Linked DNA regions of Mus musculus: region 2 is linked to region 1. The links are chromatin contacts, called in public HiChIP or PLAC-seq maps. All regions are on one chromosome and are shown on one strand. The core of a region is the stretch at or near the end of the contact, and the rest is flanking DNA. Distances in the headings are between cores, read along the strand shown.

What was found. HiChIP or PLAC-seq counts read pairs in DNA pulled down with a chosen protein or histone mark.
Region 2: an H3K27ac HiChIP or PLAC-seq map of heart atrium shows a contact between it and region 1, with 6 read pairs. The contact joins two enhancer-like sites. A contact is called at or near these places in 1 of 15 datasets of contacts at CTCF or cohesin (CD8 T cells), 7 of 484 Hi-C or Micro-C datasets (the C2C12 cell line, Th2 cells, cardiomyocytes and 4 more) and 5 of 115 datasets of contacts at active chromatin or transcription factors (cardiomyocytes, differentiating embryonic stem cells, embryonic stem cells and 2 more).

What each region holds. Positions count from the first base shown.
Region 1 is chr13:41,642,112-41,645,533 of GRCm38.p6, forward strand. No RefSeq gene overlaps it. Among named protein-coding and RNA genes, the nearest start is that of Gm5082, 5.0 kb to the right of the region's middle. RefSeq lists an enhancer at 1,101-2,572. Within about 2 kb of position 1,805, at least 64 of the 459 cell types and tissues checked have an H3K27ac peak or open chromatin away from gene starts, as enhancers often do. A contact at or near this core is called in heart atrium, where this site is marked.
Region 2 is chr13:41,728,188-41,731,609 of GRCm38.p6, forward strand. No RefSeq gene overlaps it. Among named protein-coding and RNA genes, the nearest start is that of Gm40925, 53 kb to the left of the region's middle. Within about 2 kb of position 1,659, at least 5 of the 459 cell types and tissues checked have an H3K27ac peak or open chromatin away from gene starts, as enhancers often do. A contact at or near this core is called in heart atrium, where this site is marked.

The DNA.
Region 1 (3,422 bases), core at 555-3,054:
GCCAGGCTAACCATCCTCTTGAGGAGGGAGCAGAGAGCCACTCCCTATGAATGTCACTGGGACAAAAAGTAGCCTAACTGCATGTTAAGGATGCAGACAATTTTCACATGTACTGGTGTTTATCTAATTCTTACTAAACTGAAGTCTACTTTCCTTTTCTTTTGGAACAGAAGACGTTCTCATTCTGCCATAAGAATAACTTTCCAGCCGGGCGTGGTGGCGCACGCCTTTAATCCCAGCACTCGGGAGGCAGAGGCAGGCGGATTTCTGAGTTCAAGGCCAGCCTGGTCTACAAAGTGAGTTTCAAGACAGCCAGGGCTATACAGAGAAACCCTGTCTCGAAACCCCCCTCCCCCCAAAAAAAAGAATACCTTTCCACAGAGACTGTGAACCCAATCCAACCAAACAAGAACTCGAGACGGAAGGTACATCTTGCACAAATGCACACAAAGTTTATTACTTTGTATCATCTTTCTTGGGCTCAGAGTAATATTTTGAAATGTTTTTGAAACGGGTAAGTATCCTTAAATATTTTATATCCGCTGAGCATTGTGAGAAGACCCTAAATTTCAGACAAGATCAGAGACAAAGAAAACCCAGAAAAAAAGACACTTGAGTCCTCTTCCAAGCCACCTAGTGGAGGACAAGTCCTGCTCAGGCAGGAGAGACCAGCTCAGACTCACTGTCACTGAATGGGCACGCACGCCTAAGTTAGGGATGAACAAGGTCTGTGTTTTTAGGAACAATGAAGGAAATCAAACCCCATGGTGGATCTCTCAGACGGAAGTTGGATCTACCTCCAGAAACACTTGAGAAACATCTCTACCTCTTAGGACTGTCTACGTGCACTGAAGTTTTCGTTATTTTTTTGTTACCAGAGCCAGTCTTGGGCTCATAGTCCTGAGGAGAATTTATAGAAGGGAATTGGGTTGGCTGGTTTAGTTGCCAGGCCATATTTTGCCACTAGATGGCAGAGTTGTTCCACCTTTTTCTACTTGGGCATCCAGATTAATTTAGTTTGTCCTTTTGGGCTTATTCCCTTAAGACACGGCTAATTTTTTGTTTAACACATACGTAAGTAAATTAAACGTGAGAAAAAGCATGGTTTCTGCATGCCATTGTTGGTCAATTTTTACTTCTTAAGAATGTTTAAGATACACTGTTGAGGGTTGTTTCCAAATAGAAAATTTCACATTAGTTGTAATAATGTGATTTTTTTTTAAACTATGTCACTAGCCTGGCCTTGATTTATGTATTTTTTAATTCAAATACTTATTGCCTAGTGATACTTTATCAAATTGAGTATAGTACGTAGCAAGTGTCAGTTACATAGTGTCTAGGGGACGAAGCCTACTACAAATATTCCACAACCTTAAGGCACTATGACCGTTGCCTATCAGGTCCTGGTCTGCCACCCATTGCTTTAACATGGCCATGATCAGTTTCTGTGACTCTGTTTAAACACCAGTAAACCCAGAATAATTTCTATATTCAACCTATAATTCTGCTTCCTCTGTCATCCATTTATCTGTCTTCAGGACAGACAGACAGACAGTAATTCTAGGGAGTGGTAATGAACAAAGCAAGAACCAGATTCAGTGTTGGGGAGTAGGTACAGTGCATGTTGAGAAATTTCTTTCAAACTTAAACTGTCCCCTTGACCAGGGTGCTACTCTGGCGACAGAGCCCGCTGGGGGATTTTTTTTCTTTCTTTTTTTAGAAACAGTTATGGAGAGGAGCCTTACAAAGCAGAATGGATGAACTTGCTCAGCCAGCAAATTCCTTGCATTCCCTAGACCAAATATGTCCATGCTGAGGAAGCCACAGCAGTGACTTTAGTGAGGTCCTCTGAAGGACAGGCATGACGCGCCTGTCAGCTGTGCCACCAGGTCACCAGCCACCTCAGATCCTGTTGCTGTTGGCTTTGTGTATTGTTGTACAGAAATAACTATAGCTCGGACCCCCGAAGGGCAGGTGCTTTTATGTCCATAGCTTTTTTGACTTGAAAAGCACACAGCACATTACCCAGTGTGCTCTGACCTCTGTAGGGACTGTGCAGACAAACACGGAAGGCGCTTCCAGCTGTGGTCAGGACACCTTGAGAAGAGGACCTGAGAGTTTTCATAAGCCTGCTCTTCCTTCCTTGTCCCTTTATGTTGGGACTAGTGCCATTGGGTGATTCCAAACAGCGATACAAGAAGGTAGCAGGGCACCCTACAGAAATGGGTGGGATTTGTCCCTAAGGAGAGACCTGGTCATCTTTCTGGACTGACCTCTGTGTACATGAGACTCCATTTTAAACCTAATGTCTTGTCTACTTCCCCAAAGTAAATGAACTCTCCTTCTCTTCTCAGAGGTTGAGCTGCCGTGGTTTGTGTCACACCATCTGAACAGGTGCATTCTCTTACATCCCTGGACTGGGACTGAGCTGTCACTGTGAACTCAACGCTAACCTAAGCTTCAGCCGTAACCCTCACTGTACCCTCAACACCAGTACTATGTTTGAAACGTTAGTGTCTACGATTCTCAGTTCAAACATGTGTAATTTGAGCTACTTGGGTTTTCAAGGTCAATGAGAAGGCAAGAGAAATTCAAATTTAAATCATAACCTCTCTCTCCCCCACCCCACCCCCGTGGTGTGTGTGTGTGTGTGTGTGTTTGTTCTCATGTGTGCCTAGAGAAATATAAAAGCTGCTATTATTGGCAGAGCAGTAATTCTGCTGTTTCCCAACCTTCAATGTCAAACCTCTCCAACGTGCTTCATTTTATCTTCCCAGTCTGATATGACTCGGGAAGCATTATTGTTGTTTATTTAGGGAATTTGTTGGTCCTGTTTGGGTTGCAACCCAGGGTTTTGTGCACACCAGGAAAGCATTCTTCCATGGGGATAGACCCCAATGTGTGTTTTGTTCCTGCTTTTCTGTCCAGAATACATTTACTCGTTAAACAAAGGTCTTTCATGGAACTTGGGCAGCTGGTTAAACAAAGTCTGTTCTGAGGGCCACCCTACAGTGACTACAGCAGCCCTTGTCTGGACTCTGGTAAGCCTCGGGGGCCAGTGGGTTCTTTGGGCATGGATTATTTCCTGGACAGCCTGAGTCCAGCTCTTCTACATGTTAAGCTTCATCTTAACACTTTGTAAAGAAAGCAGAAAGGCCTACCTGAGACTCTGGTGGAATTCTGTTTGATCGTGCTAGGGGTGGGGCAGTTACCCAGTCCCTTCATCATAATGGTTACACAGCAGTGTCGTGGACTTGTAAAAGTATCCCTGTATTTATTCAAGGCCTTAACTAACCAGACTGTTTTCCTTCATAAATAAAACCTGTATGGGTTCCAGACTCTTAATTCTTCGCTGATTCAATGTGTAGCACTGGCTAGCTGGATCAGAAAAATAAAATCACTAAGTCGGAACTAGTCTTTGT
Region 2 (3,422 bases), core at 409-2,908, 86 kb after region 1:
TTTTTGCAGGGCTGAAGTATACCATTTAATTAATTAATACATTATTTAACATTGTTTAATGTTAATTATATCAATTATTAACATATCATTAATACATTGTGATTGCTAATACTGACTAATATATTATTTAGTATTGTTTGATATTGTTAATTAATTAAACAACATGCTCCAGCCCTGCACAAAGAAACAGCAAACATAAAGGAAAATGAATGAATGAATTGATTAGTGAATTGTGAATGTGAGTTTGTGTACACTGTCTGAGTTTCCGCTGGTGTGAACTGCCCTTTGCATCTTTCTCCCATTTCTGGTGTTTGTAAAACTAAGACGTGAAGTTGTTGACGCATTCTGTGTTGATAATCTTTTCACTGTTGGGGGAATGTCTACTAGCCTATCACTGCTTTGTGAGTCCAGGTACAGATCTGCCATCATCGCCTAATATGGCGTTATTTTATACTGCCAACGGTAGCATAATTAAGATAGTAACACTGTGCAGACTTTGGGGTTTTATGTATTCTAAGTCCTTTATTTCTCATAATATTTCTCTACTAATCCAGTGTTCATCAAATCCCCATTTTGTAGATGAGAAAGCAGAGGTGTACAACACTTAAAGAAATGGGTCAAGATTATTCAGGGGAGAGTAAGAGCAAGCTCTCAGCCTAATCTTATTCCAGAAGACTCAAGCTTATGACTACACAGTCTCACACAACTTCATTTTAGTATTATATAAATCAAACTTCAATTTTAACAAACTTCATTAGGGCTTACACAAAAGTACACAGTACTGAGTTTTATACCTAAAAGCTATGGTACATGCCACTTTGGTCATTGATATTATGTTCCAATGGTAGATTCTGTAAGACTCGTTTATTAAAAATAAAAATAAATAAAATAATCCCCAAACAAACAGAAAACCAACAGTCTCTGCTCTCAAGAAGCTTACAATGAAGGAATTAAGACTCACACTTCTATATGATACTGTGATGACCGGCATAATAGGATCCAATCAAGGATTCTGGCAAAGTCCACGGCATGGCTCCCTGACAGACAACACTATGGGAAGATACAGACAGCCATTTCAAGGCAAGCACAGGAACCTTGAGTCAGCAAAAATGGCCCAGTCTCATCCTGCGTCAACCATGCTCCTCCTACATATTATTTGGATCTTTCATCTTCCTGCTGAAAATTTGGGCCCCTGGTTTACCCTTGGAATACTTTTAGTTTGCATTCTAACCTGACTGTTCTTGATGTTCATTATTAAATGAGGTAGGGTGGAGATGGGGTAACTGTTAGTTCTTTTCTGTCTTTGTTAATTTCTTCCCCCAGTAAAAGCTTGCACAACTTTCTTCAAGAAACAAAGCCTTAAGATTTTTGTTTGCGTCGAAAATGCCAAGTGGTTGCACAAACTGCTGTCACCTTAGTGTTTTTCTCTTAAAAGTTCAAAGCTGTCATGGGCCTAGAGTAGGTAATGCTGGTCGCTAAATGAAAATTCTCATGTGCTTCAGAGAGAATAGACTAGGAGTGCAGGTCTTGCTTTCAGTGGTTGTGGTACAAAGAGGCGCATCCAAGAGATAAGCCCGGTGATCTCACATTGGGCAAGCGCAGTCTTATCTGGATTTTTCCCATGATGTCATCCGTGCTGGTTATTTTTAAGCACATGGACGAAAGCATTTACTTCTTGGCTGCTAGCGTTCTGTCTCACCTCAGTTGCTATTTTAGCAATTGTCCTATATATGGACAGCGCTGTGATCTCATGGGTGCTGGAAGGGAAGAGAAGAGAGGCCAGAGGCCTGCCTGCCTGATGACATGGGATGGGGACAGAGACTACCAGCAAGGTACCTGCAGAAAGGGACAGAAGCAAACTCAGTGAAAACATTGCCCTGTGCTGGGTTTTTGAGCAACTGGCTGTGAAAACGCAGAACTCCACAGCATTCTCACCAACTAGCTTATTTTTCTGCATGTTGCTTTTAGGTAATTTCTGAAAGATCACCTACCCCAACAAGGCCACACCCACTCCAACAAGGTCACACCCACTCCAAGAAGGCAACACCCACTCCAAGAAGGCAACACCCACTCCAAGAAGGCAACACCCGCTCCGACAAGGCCAGTTAATATTGCGACTCCCTATGAGCCTACGGGGGGGTCATTTTCATTCAAACTACTACAATATCTATAAAGTTTTATTGGAGAACTTCATACTCAGTTGGAATGTTTGGTCTATGTGATTTCATGACACCATAAAGGTTGACTGAGCAGATGAAGAGATGGGACACTGCGCCTTATGCTTATATGGTATTGCTAAACATGCTGCAGATTATCAGGATACATGTGTGATCTCTCAACAGTGTTTTGAGTGTCATACCTATCACTACACTATAAAGATTTTTTTTTATTGATAACACAGTCAGGTCATGATCAGAAACATGAGAAAAGTGAAATTTGTGTGTATGCCTTTAAGGCATGACAAAGGATGTGTGAGAAACTTGGAACTCCAGGTGTATGACCTGGTCACATCTTCAGGTCATTAGACCAGTTTGGTTCTTAGCAATTTTCTATTCTAAACTTCTAGTTTGGGGTGGGGTGGGGTGGTAGATCAGCAGGCTTCAGTGTGTTCTACTCATCTGTAGCTGAACCTAAGAAGACTCAAGGGACTTTTATTCTGGAAATTAACCACTACATTTTATTTATTACATTATATATATATACACACACATATGTGTGTGTGTGTGTGTGTGTGTGTATGTATGTATAATGTTCTTATCAAATGAAAGGACACTGTAGCTTCCAAGCAAGCAAGCAAACAAGCAAGAAGATTCATATACTTCATATACTGATGGTGAATTAATTAAGTCATACTTGATCGTAGCAGCTACGGAAATGTGTCCTGATAAATAACCATAAGATTGTTAGCATTTTAGCAGGAACAGTTGTTTTTAAGAATTTAGAGCACAGCAAAAATCAATAATCAATTTCAAAACAAGGCAAGTGATTTTGAGTGGGTTTTTTTGTTGTTGTTTGTTTGTTTATTTTTTGGCTCTGGATGAGTTGAAAAATGTTTATGATACTGTTCAATTGTTTATTCAGGGAGTCAACTTTAGACTAGTTTGAAATGACTAAAGATACAGTCTCTGAACAGTGTGGTTCCGTATGGAACCATTGCAGGTCAGTATATGTTCAAAGAAGGGAAGGAACCACTAATTCAATATAATTTGAAGTAGAATCTGCTATGGTGTGTTGCAGCTGAGCATAGGTAAAATCTACATGGAGGGGAAAAACCTCAGACAAATCTACAACACATGTAAAAACATACAACTTTTACAGTTTGTTTATTGCATTATCCTTCAGTAGGTACCCTGCAGAAAATTTGAGTTTATTATCTGCTATCAAACCTGGAAAGGCACCAAACTCCATATTGTAGACTCACC